2 separate regions of the Mus musculus genome follow, and region 1 is linked to region 2. A link is a contact called in public HiChIP or PLAC-seq data. All regions are on one chromosome and are shown on one strand. Each heading gives the region's core, a stretch centred on a gene start, on an enhancer-like site or on the middle of the called end of the contact. The rest is flanking DNA. Distances are from core to core; before and after follow the strand shown. Region 1 overlaps Rad51b (RAD51 paralog B). Region 2 overlaps Rad51b (RAD51 paralog B).

Region 1 (2,700 bases), core at 195-2,694, 150 kb after region 2:
AAATAAATAAACAAATCTTGAAAATTAAAATAAAAAGGAGGCAGCAATATACACAGTGACTTGGCCAAGACTAACATTTGAGAAGTTTTTGAAGCATCGGGTTCCCTGTGGTGACTCAGAAAGTTGGAGCGTAGGTGGCTGTGCTTGAAATGATGCAAAACCTGATGGAACCTTCAGAGTATTTTCCATCAAATCCTCATGAAGCCTGTTCCTACAAACCACATATGGCATTATATAAATTTTGAAGTGCCCAAGAAGGAGTAATGAAACAAATTAATCCTGGCTAAGCCTCACACCCTCTTGACGAAATAAATATTATGACTCTCCTATTTCAACAGATTGGGAGGAAGTAGTCATTTCATATAGGCAGTTTATTTGAATAGACTTTATAACGGTATTTTCATCTTCTGCTCGGGAGGCACCCTAAAGTTATTGAACACTTGAGGGATGAGCCCATATGTTGATAAGACCAATACTGTAGACTCAAGTCCCAATCCTGATTTGGATCTGTGGCTTTCCTCAGTGCCATAGGTTGTTGGCGGTCCTGGACTTGAGTAGCCAGTGTTTCCTTTCTGATGATGGAGTTTTCTCAGAATCCATTTTATACTTGTCAAAGGCCCAGTCTTTGTCACTGCGAAGACATAAGCCTTCATTGACACCCCCCTCCCCCACTTCCCTCTGGATTACAGTTGTATGGACACTTAGGTCTCTTCTTGTACTCACAAGCCCCAAATTAGGAGCTCAGTGAAGATGTAGCTTCAGAGCTGAGGACGTTGTGTGACATACATGTAAGGTCTTGGTTCTGATGGAAGGTGAAAAGGAAAGAGGTGGACAAATCCTTCTTAGTGTGCTAAGGTGACAGGAGGCAAGTCCCAGGCAATCGTCATAAAACAAATGATGAGAAGGAAACATTTTTTTTATTAATACATGAACCCAGCCTTGAGTTACTCTTCCCCATACTGAATGTCGCAGTTTAGTAGTTCCTTAGAGCCCCAGTAGTCAGCTAAAAAGTTCCACTTCAGATTACTACTGCGAGCAGACATCTGCATAGCAGTGTAATGGGACTATTGACCACAAAGACAGTTCAGAAGCAATTTGCTGGGATCTATGGAAGAACTGGAGCCAGTCTACTAGAATAACCAAGCCAGAGCCCTAAACATGGCCCATGTCACATGAGAGAGCCACCTTTAGGGGCAGGTGGCTTGAGTACTTGAGGGTACACAAAAGTCCTTAAGGTAGAATTGGCCACAATATGAGGTGTATGCCTGTGTTCACTCACAGACATTAAATGATGTTAGGTTGATGTAAGCCACAGTCAGACACAGTTTTGTGTCTCCTTGCTTTCAGATCTCTCTGAAGATTTCTGCTCCAGAGAGATCATACTTAGTTAAGCCTTAACACAAACATAAACTGTTCTCACAGACAGCTTCTAGGTAATCATACCATCTCGCTCGCTTTTCACCCCAGCACATCTGCTTGTCTGCTCTGTGTAGGTAAAGAGAGAGAGCAGGGGAGAAGTGGGGGGTGGGGAAGAGTGATCACAGATCACATATGCAAAAGAGAGTTTGGCCATGCGACTGGGTGGGAGGACCTTCTTTTAAGCAGAAATGTCTGTAGAAACAGCCAAGGGAACATGGAATTCCAGCCAAGTGCATTGCCTTGAGTATGAACGTTGCCTCCCTTTTCAGACTGCTCAAGTGTGAAATCTGAACTTTTGCCCATACTCCTCAATCAGAAATGCTCTTAAACAGGTATTGTACAGATTTGGAAAATGGTGGCTTTTAAAGACTTGGGCTTGCTTTCTTTTTCTTTCTTTCTTTCTTTCTTTCTTTCTTTCTTTCTTTCTTTCTTTCTTTCTTTCTTTCTTTCTTTCTTTCTTTCTTCAGACCACCAGGTAAGTAGGAAGGTAAGTAAGGAGGTAGGTAGGAGGGCAAGTAAGTAGATAAGGAAAAATCTGAGGAAATTCTACTTGAAAGGATGCTATGACCACGGTTATGTTGAGTTGGTGTCATAGAGCATATACACGGGTCTAATAGAGAAAAGGACAACACTGTTACCAAGTCAACAACCCCTATGACTATCTCCACACTTAAGAAATACACACACACCTGAAATGGTTCCTTGGAAAAAAGCCAGTGGCTAGGGGCTGGAGGGGTGGCTCAGTTGTTAAGAGCACTGTCTGCTCTTCCTGAGGATCCAAGTTTGGTTCCCAGCACCTGCATGGCAGCTTACAACAATCTGTATATCCAGTTACAAGGATCCAGCACCCTCTTCTGGCCTCTACAGTCACTGCATGAATGTGGAGCACAAACATACATTCAAGCAAAACACACATATATCATCATCATCATCATAATAATAATAATAATAATAACAACATTTTTATCAAGAAAAAATCAGTATGCCTGCTATCACCATTTCTTAATGGATCCCAGGAAAGGGAGCTGTCTCTTAAGGCCTTGGGCACATTCAGTTAAAAACACAGGTGCAGTTGGTGCCTGGCCCTTCCGTTGAAGGCCCTTTATTCTAACTTTCAGCTATGACAGATCATGGACTCCAAGAGTGGATCTTTCCTAGGAGATTCTGAGCACTTTAGAGACTTTAAAAGTCTAAATAAAAATGAAAGCTTTTTTTTTTTTTTGTCAAAGTAGAGTTGTAAAATTAGTTGTTACCACCATCTCAAAAAATAAAAAAACCCTG
Region 2 (2,700 bases), core at 15-2,514:
CACCCCAAAACTGAAGGACAGATTGACAGTTTAACCAAAGTCTTAGGTATCTTAGAATGAAGGCTCAGCCACAAGGAAAACTCTACTTTTATGGCTAGCTTTGATCAAGTATGGGCACTTGTATAGACTTATGTTTGGATAAAAAGAGGTTATAGCCCTCTGGGAGTGACTCGAGGAGAGGAGACCTTAGAAAGGCCGTTTGGTTTATTCAGATGCTTCCTGCCCTGTTTGCTTATCTTTCCTTCCTTTCAGGGAGAGAGGAAGATGCCTGCCACATCTGCATCTTCAGGAGGGAAGGTCAGGGAGTCTTTCTTACTTTTCCAGTTTACTCAATTTTTTTTTTCATTTAAAACGCTCAATATGCCAAATGTGCCATAACTTTAATCAGTATTTATTGCATCCCATCATTCTATAAGGCCACATTCTTTCATTTAATGTTCAATGGCCAGTGTAAACAATTACCTAATGCAATGGTATGGGACATACAGGAGAGGAAAAGGGGGGCAGTTTAGAGAGGAGAGATGATGGGAGAGGAGAGGAGAGGAGAGGAGAGGAGAGGAGAGGAGAGGAGAGGAGAGGAGAGGAGAGGAGAGGAGAGGAGCGAGGGAAGAGGATGGGACGGGGGAGGAGAGGAGAGATGAGATAAGGGGAAAGGGCCTTGCCTGCAGGCCAACTTGTTCTCAAATTCAGATCCTCCTGCCTCTGCCTGCTCGGTAGTGTAACTGCAGGTGTGTGACTTATACCATATTTAAAGATGTCCTTATGTCTATTGATTTTAGTTTTGTTTTGTCTTTTCCTTTCCTTCTTCCTTCCTTTCTTTTTCTTTTTTCTTTTCTTTTCTTTCTTTTTCTTTCTTTTTTTCTTTTTTCTTTTTTGATAGACTGTGAAAAGAACATGAAGTTGGTTGGGTAGAAAGCAGGGAAGGTCTGGAAAGAATATAATCAGACTTCATGAAAATAATTTAAATAAAACACTTCAAAGGATGTCCTTATGTAAATTCTTCGAAACAATAAGCACATTCACAAAAGCCATTTATCTTCCATTAATTGTTAAAGGGCCTTATCTAACCATTGTTTTACTCCAGGTCAACTAGAAGGCTTCTTTATTTTGAGAAAACTTCCTGTCCTTCACAGATTTTAGGCCACCCTGTCATGAAGACTGCATCTCTGGGCTTTGTGCTGCGAATGTCACAGTTTAAGGAAGCCTTCTAAAACTTGGCCTGTTCCACAGCCTGGTGCAGAAGTTAACTGCCTGCAGCTTTTACTGGCTTTCTCTTTCAGTTTTTTTTTTTTTTTTTTTGTTCCTGCCACAAGGCAAAAACAGGAAAGAGATGTGTGTGAAAGAATGCTCTCTCCTTTCCTTTTGTGGCGATTGTGTATCTTATGAGAAGGCCTCAAAGGTTCCCGGAGCTGTCTGCCTTTTCATGTAAATGGAGCCCTTAAGCCTATTTAGAAGTGTGTAAAAAGCCTGTGGGAGTTGAGGTGAAAGATACTGGGTTGTAGCATCAGCATCTCATTTATTATTTTTTTTTTCAAGTTCAACTGGGAACCCTTTCTGCTACATAATTAAAGCTACTTCAGGTCTGTATGTGACACTTGTCCATAGTAAAAGTGCTATGCATATTACCGTATACACACATTACTGTGCAGCTCTATAACTGCAAAAACAAGTGTCTTGTACTGGGAGGCTTAAGGGATTCCCCAGGGTAATTTTGACAGTGATAATTTTGCTAACTTGAGAATGCAACTCCCACGTAAAACGTGACCCTCTGCCTCCAATCCCTGCTTATTCACTAGTGTATTAATCAACGGATCTGGGGTTCATATTCACACCCAACACCTAAAACAGTAGCAGGTGTGAACTGGCAAAGGACTTAAGAGAAGGGGCAAGGTGGAAGGATTTCTGGTAAAGACAAGGATAGAGACCAGAGACCTGAGACTCCTGAGTCAGGCTGCCAAGGGAATCTGGCCAGTCATGGGTGCACTTTTCCCTCCTATGAAGGAATGGCTCAAAACGGCACTAACCATGGGCTTGCTATTGTAAGCCTTTCTAGGTGGATATTAAGCTCCTTCCCTCGAGACTGTCCCACCTTCTAGGAGGACTTCATTGTGCATTTGTCCTATGAACGTTACTGTGTGTAGGTACAGCACCTGAGTTTGCAGTGCTATAGGTAGACACAGAGAAGAGCAGGGTCAGAGCAGATGACCTTCTGCTTCTACCTTCTGCTTTTCTGAGGCTGGGATGGGGTGGGAAGAAGCCAGGGGTTAGGGAAGTGAGGGTTGCCGCTGCCAGCCCCTGTCACAGGTTGTTCTGGAGAAAAGTTCCCTTACCCTGTCCCCACCTCCCCACCATCCAAAGGAAGAGGGTTTAATCAGATGCAGAAACACTCAGAGACTGGGAGAACTGATAAACAGCTCATATCTCCATTTCAGTGCAATTGATCCTTGTATCCATGGACCCTTGCTGTGGGGTTTTCACCTGCCTACCAGTCCCCCTCACAAATCCTTTAGCAGGCTAATAGAATTCTGAGTCACTTCCCCTGAAGTTGGAATCCTTCCCATAACTCTCAGTGGTGGTAGGGTTAAAGACATGCTGCTCAAAAAAATAAAAAAATTATATATATATATATATATATATATATATATATATATATATATATATATATATATTTTTTTTTTTTTTTTTTTTTTTTACCCTGAT

What was found. HiChIP or PLAC-seq counts read pairs in DNA pulled down with a chosen protein or histone mark.
Region 1: an H3K27ac HiChIP or PLAC-seq map of regulatory T cells shows a contact between it and region 2, with 4 times the contacts expected there. The contact joins two enhancer-like sites. A contact is called at or near these places in 1 of 39 promoter capture datasets (embryonic stem cells), 6 of 15 datasets of contacts at CTCF or cohesin (the G1E-ER4 cell line, the NIH/3T3 cell line, embryonic stem cells and 3 more), 66 of 484 Hi-C or Micro-C datasets (the AML12 cell line, B cells, the C2C12 cell line and 27 more), 16 of 115 datasets of contacts at active chromatin or transcription factors (Th17 cells, astrocytes, bone marrow-derived dendritic cells and 8 more) and 2 of 9 other capture datasets (bone marrow-derived macrophages and embryonic stem cells).

Annotation. Positions count from the first base shown.
Region 1 is chr12:79,771,802-79,774,501 of GRCm38.p6, forward strand. The region is part of intron 9 of Rad51b (RAD51 paralog B); the gene reads left to right. Among named protein-coding and RNA genes, the nearest start is that of Gm36048, 26 kb to the right of the region's middle. Within about 2 kb of position 1,445, at least 11 of the 459 cell types and tissues checked have an H3K27ac peak or open chromatin away from gene starts, as enhancers often do. A contact at or near this core is called in heart atrium and regulatory T cells, where this site is marked.
Region 2 is chr12:79,624,632-79,627,331 of GRCm38.p6, forward strand. The region is part of intron 7 of Rad51b (RAD51 paralog B); the gene reads left to right. Among named protein-coding and RNA genes, the nearest start is that of Gm36048, 170 kb to the right of the region's middle. Within about 2 kb of position 1,265, at least 85 of the 459 cell types and tissues checked have an H3K27ac peak or open chromatin away from gene starts, as enhancers often do. A contact at or near this core is called in heart atrium and regulatory T cells, where this site is marked.